4 separate regions of the Mus musculus genome follow, and regions 1, 3 and 4 are each linked to region 2. A link is a contact called in public Hi-C and HiChIP or PLAC-seq data. All regions are on one chromosome and are shown on one strand. Each heading gives the region's core, a stretch centred on a gene start, on an enhancer-like site or on the middle of the called end of the contact. The rest is flanking DNA. Distances are from core to core; before and after follow the strand shown.

Region 1 (3,695 bases), core at 120-2,619, 200 kb before region 2:
TCAACCCACCACTGAGGACCTTGCCTGCCTTTATGAGTTTTCTACGGGCCAGAAAGATCGAACCCAAAATGAATCCCAAGTCAGTCTCTAGGACACTGGTTCTCAACCTTCCTAATGCTGTGACCCTTTAACAGGTCCTCACGTTGTGGTGACCCCAGTCATAGAACTATTTCATTATAACTTCACAGCTCTAATTTTACTACTGTATGAGTTCTAATGCAAATATTTGAGATAGAGGTTATCTCATACATGACCCCCAAAGGGGTCAGTCACCACCCACAGGTTGAGAACCGCTGCTCGAAAGGCTGGTGTATGGCAAAAGCTACCTACCCTTCCATCATGAATTCCTCACAGGCTAGTCTCTGTTTTGGGAAACTCAGGCTCATCTCGTGTGACTCCACTGTGGATGCAGTCACACATGCTTAGGACTTAGATAGTTTGTGCTGAGACTGGAGCCATGCAGTACTCAGATGAGGGCCGCCTGGGCTTCCTCCCAGATGTGACTACAGCCTTGAGAAGGACAGGCCAGTGTCAGCTTAGATTCTCTTAGCATTGTTTGCTGAAGCAACCTCTCTACAGGAAGAGGTCATCTCCAAGCTAACGGGAGAAGCTTCCCAATTCCTTGGAATACAAAACTTACTGAAAAGCCTTTTATTTTGATCAACATACAGACAATTAAGACAGTGTCTACGGATGGTTCTGGGCTCTTTGAAAATGATTTGTGTCTGGTTTCGAAGTCATTCAGCAGGAAAGAAAATCTTGCCTCTTACCAACTTTTTTTTTTAAAAAAAAAAATTCTCTTTCAGAAGTAAGACGTGTCCAGGGACACTGTTGTTCTGCGTTTTCATTGACTTTCTCTCTTGGCACGTATTGAGTCTCACAGCTTTAATTATCACTTATATACAGATGATATTCAAATTTACACTTCATTTCCAGCCCTTTCAGATGATGTCACCCTTTGCTTTGCCCCAAATTTGGCTCCCGTCTTGTCTTGGATGAGCCACAATTTTCTCTGATTGAATATGGATGAGGTTGAGGTTTTGCATTTCAGTTGTAAATAAACTCCAAAAGCATGGGAGTTCATTTACCCCATTGATATCCTGGCCTGACAGTGAAGGGCAGGGGTGCTCACAGTGACTCTGAATCATTCCCTACCATTCCACTTAGCTAAGGGATTCATCTCCACAAAACATCCAAAGACATTTGACAGTTGCTATCACTCCCAATTTTGGCCAGAACTCTGTATATCTTGTGATTGAAATTCTGCCACAGACCTTGGAAGATTCCCAAGAAGCCCTGTGTTTACGGTACACTAGGCGTCCGGCTGCCCTTCGGCCTTGCACTGTGTCTACAGTCCCAGGACGCATCCTTGAGACAGCTGTGCTTGGTTCTGTATGCACTGAATAAAACATCGTTTGTCAAACTCTTGGCCAGGTTCTCTACCTTCACATAAACTAGCTTTTCAAATCGCTTAAAATGACATAGTCTCCCTTTGAAAATACCCTTTCTATACTCTCTCACTACATGGTTAGAGGACACAATTGGAGATGTTGTTCTGCATAGCTCCTCTACACGTACAGAACATGTGACCTCACACAATGTGACCTCACACAACAACGTATATCTGAAAACCCCCGGGGTGATCTCATCCCAGGCATTAGTCCACAAGAGCCCGGCCCTTAATAAACAACAAGCACTCCATGAATACTCATTGAGATAAAGCCTGAGAGAATGAATTTGTAATCCTTTGACCCACTTGTGGGTTATGCCGCTGTTGTTATTTATATATATTTTATCTACCTCTTAGATTATTATGTAACTGTGTTTGTGTAATTATTATTTCAACCAGAACATATTGGAAAGCTCCATTAACATTACTGAAGGGTATAAAACGGAACGTTTGGAGTTGTCAATTAGCCGATTTGTCTTGTGTTGCTTGTCTTCATTATTTCCGAACAGCTAACGGTCCATTCAGCACATTTTAATTAAAAACAAACATATGTGGGTCTGCTGAGAACTCCAGTGTCTAGTGGCGTAGTCAGACAGGGATGGCAAGTTGTCTCTAGCACTGGCCATCTGATATCTTCCATCCATCTCAGCAGTAATCCCCCAGATCTAATTATGGGGGGGAGGGGGGGGGTGGCAGCTGCACTCCGTTAGGCTTTTCTTGATTTTTACAGAGATGTAGTTTTTTCAGCCCATTATGTGGGAGAAAATCGGCTGCTGCAGGGTCCTTTCCAAGTCGAAATCTCAGCATCCCGGGAGCTTTCTCCCAGTTATTTTCCACTGAGCCCCTCCCATTTGTTCTAGCCATGTGCTTCCGGCCTGGGGATATTCAGAGGAAGCGTCTAATCCTTAGCAGCGCAGCGTCTGCTATTTCAAGCGCATTCGGCATATTATTATGATCTGAAGGTATGCCCACTGAGTAGGTGTTCTTAGTATTGCATTATCTGCCTGCTTGGGTCACCCATCGCAGGGTCTACTCTTCAGCCCTGTATACTCAGAGTCTGCGGTCCATCAGGATCAGAAGAGGGGCGTGTCCTGGGTTCTTACCAAGGACACAGAAGAGAACGAGCTCGGGATGAGCTTATTTAAATCATAACTGTGGAAAACTATTCATTCACATGGAAGGGTCTAGCCAGATTGGAGTAACGGAGGAAGGACCCGGAAGCAGACCACTAAGGTCAGGTCCTGCTTGTCTTGCTCCCAGCGGTGTGAGTAGCAGCGGCATGCTGCCTGATATCACCGTGTTCCGAGTGGACGGGAAGGCAGGCCCACAGACGCCCCAGCTGTCAGGTTAGAGGAGAGGGAGAGGCGGAGAGATCACTCCGGCCCAAGCTCTGTCCTTGACACTCAAGGCCTTTTACAATCGGGCTCCACATTTGTCTCCAAACTCCTCTCTTGATATCTATGTAAAACCTGCCAGTCAGGTTGATTGATCTGTTTAAGCACGCACACACACACACACACACACACACACACACACACACACACACCAGCTTTCTCTGTTTAGGCCTTGTTAATTTAAGGAGTTTGAAATAAAATGAAAGAAAAATGAGAAACTTGCACATAAGCACAACAGGAGTAATTTCAGAGTAATACATTCTAAACTGCTTGTCTTTCCTGCCTCCGTCCCCCCTCCACCCCCAGAAACCAATCCCTCAGCAGAGTACAAAGGCTTAGAGTAGAGCTGACTGAGGAGATGACTTGGTTGGGAAAGTGCTTGAGACACAAGCGTGAAGAACTCAGTTTGACCCCCAGCTCCTATATAAAAAAGAACAGGCACAGGACACACCCCCGGACTCCTTAATCAGTGTATCTGAGTCCGTGGGCTCCGGGGACAGTGAGTGACCCTGTCTCAAAAATATAATTTGGAGGATATTTGAGAAATATATGCAACATCTGCTGGCTTTCGCTTGTATGCACATATATGTGCATGTATGACGCTTACCCCTATACAAACATACATGTTCCTTTGCCTCTGGGGCTGGCGGGCTATATCGCAGTCCAGCCCTCGGGTGGTCTCCGGGTGAGCTTTGTGTGGAAGAGGGCAGGAGCTCCAGCAGCCTGGGTTCCTGAATGAGTGTAGGGTGGGGCTGCCTGGTGAGCAGGATTGCCCAGTCATACCTGCATGTGGAAGAACTAAGCTTCCTAGAGTTAGTTAGCCTTTGACCTTCGGGGTTCGCCTGTTAGAG
Region 2 (3,388 bases), core at 129-2,628:
ACATCCCTTTATATGTGTATATCAGCAGCATGACCTAATAAAGTTAGAGTCCGTATCTTTCAGACTGTGTTTAGAGTATCCCCTTACAGTAAAGTTAAGACAGGGTGATGTGTGGTTTATAATCCGATAGAAAGAACAGTTCGGCCAAGCCTTCGCTCCACTCTTGAATGATTATTGGGTCTTGGTTTTTAGATGTCAAATTCTCAAATTTCTCCAGTGTTTCCTGGCTTGCTAAGGACTGTCACAGAAGGCAGTCCTCATTTGTCACTGTTACTTTCTATCCATGGGGCAACTTGATCATTCTTTCCCCTGCCCGGCAGCTCCTTACGTTACCACCCTGGAATTCCACATGAGGTGGCTATGGTCTAGTGTGCTTCAGACCCTCACCACTGTGCTTTGAGGGTGACTTTCTGGAGTCTCCTCACTGGCTGCGGTATCAGTCGCTGCCCATGCCGCTCAAGGCAGATGGGTTAGGGACAGTAGTTGGTGAGGTGGGCTAGAGTCAAGCAAATACTACCATCAGAACAGTAACACTGTTGGCCATACTTTGTTAGGCTGCAGAGAAAAGATCTGGCTATTACAACCCCATCAGGAGGTAATTCATGTATCACACACCTCCCCACACCTGTTGTAATTCACTGCCTGAGATGGAGGTCATCCCAGATCTCAGATGCTGCTATCCTGGCGATGATGTGCGTGCTTGACCACGGGTTCATTTGTCTGCCTCAGGAGCTCTTGGAGAGCTTTGGGTGCTGGATCCAAGAGAGGGGCTCTGGGTCAGAGTTGAATTAATTGGGGTCAGAGGAGAGGGGTCCCTGGCTACAGATGCTGTGAGAAGACGTGTGCTTGGTAGGAGGAGTAGATTCTCACGTGTCATCTTAGGGACATGCCATGCCAAAGAGAGGATGTCTGTGAAGCCTCAGCTCCCAGACTCCCTCCAGACCTGAGGTTCTAGTTTGTTTCAGATGGAGGATGGGGTCAAGGGGAGGAGTAGAATAATGGTGGTGGCTAGACAGGGCTGAAGCAGAGGTGCCAGCCTTCTCTCCTGGAGCCACGGTTCTGGAATTATTCTCTTCCTGTCCTTCAGGGATGAGCGCATTCCCCTGTTCGCTGAGCTAATGGAGGTGTTTGCCCACTGAGAACCGTGGCCAGGTCAGATCCAAAACCAAAGCCCCTCCTCACCAATGTTGTGGTCAGGTTTCTCAGCTCTGTCACAAGTCCACATTCACTTCCTCCCCCGCCCCCGCCCTCCCAAGCATGGAAAACAAAGTACTCGGTTTTTGGACTCTTTTTGTGGTGACGTCGCCAGCCTGTACTTGCGGTGGTTTGGGTCTCAGACATGTGGCTTGGTGAGCGAGCCAAGCGCGAGGCGATGGAGTTTGTTCTTATGTGAGTTAGTGCCCTCTGCAAGCACGGAAGTGGATTAGCCGTGCACACGACCACACAGTCTTTTGTGTGGTCTCTGACGGAATGACCCAGTTAGAGGCCTGGCCCAGGGACAGATGGGCAGGGCTGAGGAGCTCTGACAGGGCTCCTTCCCAGTTCTGTTACAGGGGTCCCTCCCATCCCTCTCTGGGTGCACACCACCATCAGAGCCAGAGGGAGAGTCCCTGCCCGTGGGCTTGGCTTTTGCCCATTTCCTTTGTGGCTGCTCAGATAAACAGAAGGGTGCAAGCAGCGGATCCGATGAGCGTGATAGGAGAGATGATTGATTTCACAGCATTGCTGGTCGGGTTTGGAGGCAGCCATTGCGAGGCCCCGCAGCTTTTCATCCATGGTCACCAAACTTGAGCATTTTTTTTTTTTTTTTTTTAGGAAATCTCTTTGTGAATACACTCAATGTGGCCAGAGCCATCATCCCTCCCTTAGCAGTGACGCAGAGGACTGCTGGGCTCTATGTCCAGTAGCCTATCGAGAATCACACTTGAACTAGCCAGGCTGCCCTGGGAGGCTAGCCCCTGACGTCCTCGTGTAATTGTCTCACACATGGGCAAGTGGTTCGATCTATAAAACGTGTGGTTGCTACGAATGACTGTTGTTGGTAAGGAGAGCTGGAAGCATTCTCTTTTCTAGATTACCTTTCAAATATTCAAATCCATGCACCAGCAGCATATGGCTAGAATCCCTGCCGCACCCCCCAACCCCTCCACTCAGATGTCTTCCAATGTGCTTCAATGAATTCCAAAGCCACATCAGGTTTGCATTTTGAAAATGCCAACTGTATACTAACTGAATGTGAGAGATGAAGAAATCGTTCATATTTTTTTTTAAAGAAATGGTGTTTCTGCATTCATATAGAAACCAGCTGTATGGATTTCTTTCTCTTTTTTCTATCTTTTTTTTTTTTTAGCATAGTGGTTCATTTACATTTTGATATTGTTGAATAAATAATGTCACTGAGGGGTTCTTAGCTAATTTTCAGTACGGCAGACCACGGCTGGACCTGTCACGCCCCCTCAGCCTCCTCAAATTTAGGTCTAGAAGTACAACTCCATTTGCTGTCTTCCTTCCTTCCTTCCTTCCTTCCTTCCTTCCTTCCTTCCTTCCTTCCTTCCTTCTTTTCGGAGGGATTTGAGACAGGATTTCTTTATGTAGCCCTGGCTGTCCTAGAACTCACTCTACTGTAGGCCAGGCTGCCCTCGAACTCACAGACATCCAACTGCCTCTGCCTCCTGATTGCTGGGATTAAAGGCCTGCACCACCATAACCTGGCTGTAACTCCATTTTCTTGTTGCTGGGGGTTGAGCTTAATTTGCGGGTGCTCTTTCTGCTTTTGTTTCTTGCTGGCTGTATTGATGGCTGTTCTTGTTCCTTGACAGGATGCCTCGGGAAAGTAACTTAAGGATTTGAGGATACAGTCCATTATTCTGGGGAGGCAGGACAGCAGGCACAGGTCTTCTTGTGGCAGCAGGAATGTGAGGCAGCTGGTCATATCGCATCCACAGTCAGCAAACAGTGACGGATGCTGCTGCTCCATCTGCTCGCTCCTTCCTATTCACTCTGAGACCCCAGTTTTGGTGACATCTGGGACCCTAGCCCACAGGGTGGTACCTCCCTCATTCAGGATAGGTGATCCTTTTTTTCAGTTAAACCTTTCTAAAGATGCCCTCATAGCTATGTATCCAGATGTGTGTTTCCATGGTGATCCTAAATCCCGTCAAACTGACAATGAAGACCAACCATCATGCTGGGTAGATTGCTGAGCATTTTAGGAGGAATAAAAGGAGGCTTTTATCAGATGAGTTTTCCTGAGGTTCAGAGGAAGTGAGCCTGAACGTGTCTATTTAGAATGATCATGGCTAGCACAGACACCACCCCGTAAATGTAACCTTGACGGCAAGCTGGACCAGGCGAGGGTCTCCTCCGGTCACTGGTAGCTCAGAGGGCT
Region 3 (3,325 bases), core at 353-2,852, 180 kb before region 2:
CTCCAGGGGAAACTGATGCCTTTGGCCTTGAAGAGCCGTTACACTCATGTGCACATACCCTCCCACAGATATACACACAGGCACATAGCTAAAGAAGATCTTAAGAATAAATTTCTGAGCCGGACGTGGTAGCGCACCTTTAATCCCAGCACTCAGGAGGGAGAGGCAGGCGGGTTTCTGAGTTCGAGGCCAACCTGGTCTACAAAGTGAGTTCCAGGACAGGCAGGGCTATACAGAGAAACCCTGTCTCAAAATAAAATAAAATAAAATAAAATAAAATAAAATAAACTTCTGACTGCATCTGTTTATCACATCACCTGATAATTATCTGCTGGATTTTGACTAGATAGGATGTACATTTGGACTTAAAATATAGACTTTAGGCTGCAGAGAAGGCTCCAAAAAGAGCTTGTCACATAAGCAAGAAGAGACTGGAGAGTTGGGATCTCCAGGTTCCACATTAATCCTGGCGTCCCTCCTGTAACTCCAGCTTAGAAGGCTGAGATGGAAACTCCAGAGCAGGCTATCCAGCAAGACTATCTGTATCTGTGTGCTCTGGGTTTGATTGAGAGACCCTGCCTCAAAAGAAAAGGAAGGAAAGGGACAAGAATGATTCCTGACATCAGCCTATGGCCTTACACATAAATGTGTGCCCCACACATGTACACATGTACACACACATACACACATATAAGAAAAAGAAAAATATGTAGACTTTTTCAATGAGCTTAAAATGCCCAGGTGCTTCTGGCATCAGTGTCCTGAAGCCACAGGCATCAACCATTGGAAGAAAACCAAAGTCAAGAAAGGACATCTAAGAGTAGAAAGAGAACTTTCAAGGGCTGACAGGGTTCCACGGCTGTCTCAAGAACAACCTCTCTGTGTGGGCTAGGAGACACTGGGTCTCTAAAGTGCACGAGGACCTCAGCTGGACCCCTAGAATCCATGTTAAAAATAAAATCGAGATGCAGTGGTTTATGCTTGTAATCCTGACACTGGGGAAACAGGGACATCAGAACCCTGAAGCTCACTGGCCAGCCAACCGAGCCTACTTAGTGAGTTTCAATCAGTGAGGGACTTTGTTGAAACATATTTTTGACTATCTACCTAAAAATACTTATAGTACATATGAGGAGGGGGGAGGAAGAGGAGGGGGAAGGGAGGGAGGAAGACAGGGAGGGAGAGAAGGGACGGAGAGAGAGAGAGATGAATTTTTCCCACTATCTGAGCTGACAATGCTCACTCCGAGAGCCATAGAGCACCTAACAAAACCTCCAACACCAGGCATGATAAGCCTTCTTCTGCGTTGTTGGACAGAGGTGTCCATAGAACTCCTAAAACGTTATAGGACGTTGCTACTGCCCATTCTTACATTCTTACCCCCTGGATACGGAAAGTGTGGCTGAAGAAACCGTGCATTTCTGTCCTGACCCGCAGGACTCAGTTATTCGTGGGATCCGAGGGGGACCATGACTGAAAGAGAAACAAGGGAGAAAGAAGGAGCGAGACTAAGCAATGGTTGTCAAGGTCTGTTTATTGTGAGCAAGGTTACAGAATATAAGCAGTAAGAAGGAGGAAGTAAAGAGGGAGAACCTTGCCTGTGCCTCAGCCTGGGGGGAGGGGTAGTTCTGCTTAACTGCCTGGGAACGTAGTATCTACTCTTAGCTCAGGGAACATTCTGTGGTTTTCCTCAGAAAGTTTGCAGATACTATTATCTGATCTTGATATTCTGTCAGCTGTCATTTCAAAAGGTCAGAAGTTTCTCAAGAAGGGAGGGGAACTTTGGCTTATGGCTCAGTGTCAGTCTCCAACATTTCCCTCTCTTTTATATTATAGATGGAGCATCTGTCTTAGGCTACATGATGTGCATCCACAACCAGCACCCGACATGGTTGGGTCTGAGGGTAGAGTCTCTGTCTTAGGCTATGCAAATGGCCTCCATACCCAGCACTGTCAATTCAGAGTGGGCTCCTGGATCATGGACTCGCAATAATCCTGTCATTGAGATGCTCTACAGCCTATCATGGGTGTGCCTCCTGGTATGTGGCATCATGCTATTCCTGTCATTGATGTCTCCATAGCTTACCAAAGCACCCTTGGTCGGGGCCTGGGTCTAGGACTGTGAAATCTAGGCCTACCGAAGGGGTGCCTGGGGGCTCAGCATAAGTATCTTGGCCAATGTCTCAGACTTCAAGGTGACACTGGCTTCTTAAAGGCGACACTGGCTTCTTAAAGGCTGCATCTATTTCTGATTTTACCAAATCTGTGACCTTCCTAAATGCCCAGGGTCCAAAAGAGATAAGTAAAAGAAATCCTATCCGGGGCAAGGAGGGGAAGGAGGTAAGGCAACACTCCATTCCAGACACTCCACATGGGATTGGCGAAGAGTTCTTGACGTCTTTTTTCTAGGTCTTCTTGGTGTTTTCTGATTCTGTCTCCGACGATCCCAGACTTGTTTGTATAGAAACAGCATTTTTCCTGTAAAGCTAAGCAGATACCTCCCTTGTCTGCAGTTAGTAAATCAAGGCCTCGTCTATTTTGTAGGACCACTTTTGCCAGGGAATCCACTTGATCTTGAAGATCTTTTACTGACCCTATAAATGATAAACCATATTAACGTCATCAATCAACTGTTGGGACAGCTCATTGTAAGTATCTAGAGCCACCCCATCTCCAGCAGAGCCAGTAGCCAGTGCCCCAGATATCCCTAATCCAACCAAAAGTGGGATAAGCTGAACAGCTCCTTTATGTCTGGGGGACAAACATAGCAAAACTGGGCAGAGGAACAGGCTCGTCTCCTCGTATAATCTCTATATCTGGCGAAAGTAAGGCCGGCACACAGGAACCAGTCCAATTTACAGGGAGAAAGGGGGAAGCCACGTTATCACCGCATACATACACTTTTCCCCCCGCACCCAAACAGCCTGAGGCAGAGAAGGTAACATAACTGGTGCATGAGATAAACATGGCTAGGCCAAGATCTGCATCAAAGGAATCATTCTTAAAAGAGCTATACATTAAGGTGGATACATTAAAATTGTTTGGTAAGAACTTAAAAGACCCCTTTTCTGGGGTCTGATGAGCGTCGGCATTGGGCGCCTTAACCCGGCGTTCGGTTCATCCCGCAGCACCAGTTCTGCTTACCAAAAGTGGCCCACTAGGCACTCGCATTCTACGCCCGGCTCCACGCCAGCGAGCCGGGCTTCTTACCCATTTAAAGTTTGAGAATAGGTTGAGATCATTTCAGCCCCAAGACCTCTAATCATTCGCTTTACCGGATAAAACTGCGTGTGTCGGGTAAGAGTGAGAGCGCCAGCTATCCTGA
Region 4 (3,317 bases), core at 338-2,837, 140 kb after region 2:
CCACTTTTGGATTTGAGTATTTTTTTTTTAAAATCATTGTGGGTAAAGCAATGTATTTTGCTACCACTCATCAAAAAGAAAGTGTCTCTAAGCAGGAGCCCACATTGTACGTACACACACACACACACACACACACACACACTGATCAGATGATCTAAGGCACAGTGTGGCACACTCAGGATCAAGCAGTGACTGTCTTATAAAACTGAATGGCTGCCTGGCTTCCATGGATTCGCTTCTAACAGTTAGAATAGGCCTTAACGTTGGAGGTCTGCTAAGACAAGAATTGGAGTCTGAAAGGAGATGCACCGTACAGTCCTTTTGGTTTGTGTATGCCACATCAAGCCAGCTGCCTGGGGGACAAAACACAACAGGTCCGAGGCTCTTTTCAGTCACCTCAGCAGAAGTGTTGCTAACGAGAGAATTATCTGCAATTAACGTGGCAGGCCATTGGCTCCTTCTCAGTTACTTTTGGATTTTTGCTGTTATTCCTTCCCAGTTTTTTTTTTTAAGTAAATTTGATAAATATATATTAAAGGTTGAAACCTAACCTTTCCATGTATGTAAGTGTGTATTGTAAAATAATGCTCACAATCAGGCTAATTAATGTTTCCCCCTCCCGTGTGTGTGTGTGTGTGTGTGTGTGTGTGTGTGTGTGTGTGTGTGTGTGTGTAAAGCTTAAGGCCTACACACACTTAACAGACTTAAGTTTATAGATGTTATTAGCTGTACTCACCTTTTTGCATGTGAGATCTTAAATCTCTCATCATAATTCCAAGTTTGCATCCTGCAACTGTTTTCTCCCACCTGCTCTGGTGTCCTTTCCAAACAGTCGCTGCCCTGGTCCTCGCTTCTGGACTTTTCAGCCACGGTGTCCTAAATCTTTAGTGGGTTTTTATTTGATCTGATAATCTCCATTTTATTTTGTTCCGAATAGAAATTTGTTCTTAAAAGGAAACAGATTAGTGTTTCAACTGTGGATAGGAGTGGGTGCTGTGTATCTTTTGGGAGGTGCAGCTCCTACGGTTTGTGCTTATTTCTGTTTCTTGCAAAGGAAAACCCATGCTAAGATTTTTCGTCCCACATCACAGAATTGCTGGAGTTGACAGGACTTTTCCGTGACCCAGTGTAGAGCTCCCCAAAGGGCTTGGTAGGACCACCTGCAGTAGACATTGGGATGCCCCTTTTGATTTTATGTGACTCTTTTCATGGTCAAAAATTGGGGGGAGTGCAACTCACGGTGTTTCTTTGTAGTACTAGAGAGTTCTCTACTTTACGAAACTGATACTTTAAAAAGTGATGGTACCCTAGTTATTAGCATAGTCTAAGGGATACCAGTTTGGAAGAAAACAAATACCTAAAATAGCGTGTCTTAAGTAATTTGTCACTCTGTGGTGGCGGTGAGATCAGTTTAGTGCCTGGGACTCTCTCTCTTTCCGAGAAATAATGGAGTCGGCAGCAGCAGATGTTGAGAGCTCGCTCACCGTAGGGCAGGGTTTTGTGCACCTTGAGTTTCAGTTATGTCTGTGTGCTTGTGTGAAGTCAGTCAGAACGAAACATCTATTTCTTACTCCAGAAGACAGCCAAAAGTTTCTGGAGAACACCAGTCTAATTCACTTCCTCTTTACATGGAAAAACACTTGAGTCTCCTGTGGGGGTTATGATCACTTGCAGAGGTCGACCAGAGAATCTGAGGCTTTTATCTTCTCTCTCCCCCTTCATTCAGCACACTGGCTAAGTACACTTAACACCTTGTTAAACGACATCAGTGCTGGTGCAAACAACCCAGAGGCCATCCGTAGGTGGTCAGGCAGAATGTGCACGGGGAAGCACTAGTCAGCCTTAAAAAGGACGTGCCGCAACGTGGATGAGCCGTGGAGACACTGTGCTAAACAGCCTAAGGAAGCCCGTCACAGAAATCTCCTCTGTAATTTTCTGTTTGGGATGATGCTCTGGAGACAGATAGGGGTAGAGTTGATTACACAATAGGAATGTCCCAACCGTCACCTAGCTGCACTTAAAAAAAAAAAAGTTCAGATGGCAGCTTCATGTTATGTATGTTTTAGCACCCTCCCTGGAAAAGGCACAAAGATTTTGTTTTGCGTTTTAGCACCCATCCCTTCCTTTGGTTCCACCCCTTTAGGGGTGCAGGTCCAGACAAGAGGATGCAAACAAGACAGGTTCCTTCCTCCTAGGGACCCCCAGAGCGCAGCATCCAGGGGCAGCCTTAAGGCTGGAATTCTCTGCCCACATCTCCACAGCTTGTCAGGCTGAGCCATGGTCTCATCTGCACTAGCGGTCATGATTGCAACCGTTTGTGTAGCGGTTCTCTTAGTTTCTCCATCCTTTGGGTGATGTTTTGCCCTAACCAGTAGACAAATGGCCGTAATCTCCGTTTATTCTTCCTTTTATAAGCTCTGCAGGCACTCTTGCAAATAGCAGCTGAGATGGCAGGTTCCTGGGCCTGAGTCACTTAGAGTGATTTCTCTGCAGATCCATCTCTGCTTTTGCCCTACTTTGAGATTGAGAATCAAAATAACTGGATGAACAGAAGTAGGCAGGGGCAACAGGCTCCTGGAAGTTGGATGTGTGTCTTTTCTCTGAGCCGAGTAACATGTTTGAGACTTTAATACAAAGCAGTTTCTGTGTGCATAAAGTTACCACAGCTTGGAGTCACCTGCCGGCCTTGAGGATTTTGGATACTTTCTTACTGCAAGCACTTCTTTGCTTTTGACCCCCCTCCCCCTCTACCAACCAGGTCTGTGTTTCCAGCAACCCTGCCAGAACCTCCGTAGCCCCCAGATCTTCCTCAATACAAAGCGCCCCCTTTGGCTCTGCCAGTGGTTACTGGGAGCTAAGGAGCTTCAGACATCATTTGTTACATTGAGACTGCCGTGATAATGACTTTGGAACTCCTAGCTTGCCTGTGGGGGTCTTGGGTCGACTCTCGTCTTTCCTACGTTAGCTCTGCTGGCATTCAGAACTGGAGATTCTTTAGACATTTAGAAGCATACATAATCTCCACCCGTGAGATACCAGTTACACTCTCCAAGATCAAAAAGAGGAGTGGGTGGTGGCTGGTGTGCCCAGGATGCCAGAGTAACACTGGTGGAGGACCACCTGGCAAACCCCACAGTTCTTCTGAGGTGTGTATATTGAGCACCCTATTAGGTTTTCTATTTAGGAAAAAAAAAGGAAAGGCCCTGGGGTTTTATCCTCAGTTTAATTTGTTTAATCCCCATTACATTAATACAGAACTCAGCTCTTTAGAGGGCATATGAAGTCTGGTTAGCTGGGGAAGTCTGCCTCCCACCAAC

The links. Hi-C and Micro-C count contacts between places; a contact is called where the count stands out from the background. HiChIP or PLAC-seq counts read pairs in DNA pulled down with a chosen protein or histone mark.
Region 1: a Hi-C map of muscle stem cells shows a contact between it and region 2, with 1.5 times the contacts expected there. The contact joins two enhancer-like sites. A contact is called at or near these places in 2 of 484 Hi-C or Micro-C datasets (muscle stem cells and nephron progenitors) and 1 of 9 other capture datasets (liver).
Region 3: a contact with region 2 is called in a Hi-C map of B cells, with 1.8 times the contacts expected there. The contact joins two enhancer-like sites. A contact is called at or near these places in 7 of 484 Hi-C or Micro-C datasets (B cells, CD8 T cells, LSK cells and 4 more), 4 of 115 datasets of contacts at active chromatin or transcription factors (CD8 T cells, bone marrow-derived macrophages, embryonic basal ganglia and 1 more) and 2 of 9 other capture datasets (adipose tissue and pancreatic islet).
Region 4: a BATF HiChIP or PLAC-seq map of CD8 T cells shows a contact between it and region 2, with 8 read pairs. The contact joins two enhancer-like sites. A contact is called at or near these places in 1 of 39 promoter capture datasets (hippocampal neurons), 2 of 484 Hi-C or Micro-C datasets (embryonic stem cells and muscle stem cells), 3 of 115 datasets of contacts at active chromatin or transcription factors (CD8 T cells, fibro-adipogenic progenitors and memory CD8 T cells) and 1 of 9 other capture datasets (adipose tissue).

The regions. Positions count from the first base shown.
Region 1 is chr12:99,669,280-99,672,974 of GRCm38.p6, reverse strand. No RefSeq gene overlaps it. Among named protein-coding and RNA genes, the nearest start is that of Gm19951, 28 kb to the right of the region's middle. Within about 2 kb of position 1,369, at least 62 of the 459 cell types and tissues checked have an H3K27ac peak or open chromatin away from gene starts, as enhancers often do. A contact at or near this core is called in muscle stem cells, where this site is marked.
Region 2 is chr12:99,466,206-99,469,593 of GRCm38.p6, reverse strand. It overlaps a transcript of Foxn3 not described here. Among named protein-coding and RNA genes, the nearest start is that of Foxn3, 18 kb to the right of the region's middle. Within about 2 kb of position 1,378, at least 149 of the 459 cell types and tissues checked have an H3K27ac peak or open chromatin away from gene starts, as enhancers often do. A contact at or near this core is called in B cells, CD8 T cells, adipose tissue and 3 more, where this site is marked.
Region 3 is chr12:99,645,413-99,648,737 of GRCm38.p6, reverse strand. Gm19951 (predicted gene, 19951) reads right to left here. Exons shown (of 2, transcript NR_166738.1): 2 at 1,517-2,594. Among named protein-coding and RNA genes, the nearest start is that of Gm19951, 4.0 kb to the right of the region's middle. Within about 2 kb of position 1,602, at least 65 of the 459 cell types and tissues checked have an H3K27ac peak or open chromatin away from gene starts, as enhancers often do. A contact at or near this core is called in B cells, CD8 T cells, adipose tissue and 2 more, where this site is marked.
Region 4 is chr12:99,324,556-99,327,872 of GRCm38.p6, reverse strand. The region is part of intron 3 of Foxn3 (forkhead box N3); the gene reads left to right. It overlaps Gm46371 (a long non-coding RNA gene), which reads left to right. Exons shown (of 2, transcript XR_001780668.2): 1 at 1-3,317. Among named protein-coding and RNA genes, the nearest start is that of Gm46371, 4.5 kb to the left of the region's middle. Within about 2 kb of position 1,587, at least 40 of the 459 cell types and tissues checked have an H3K27ac peak or open chromatin away from gene starts, as enhancers often do. A contact at or near this core is called in CD8 T cells, where this site is marked.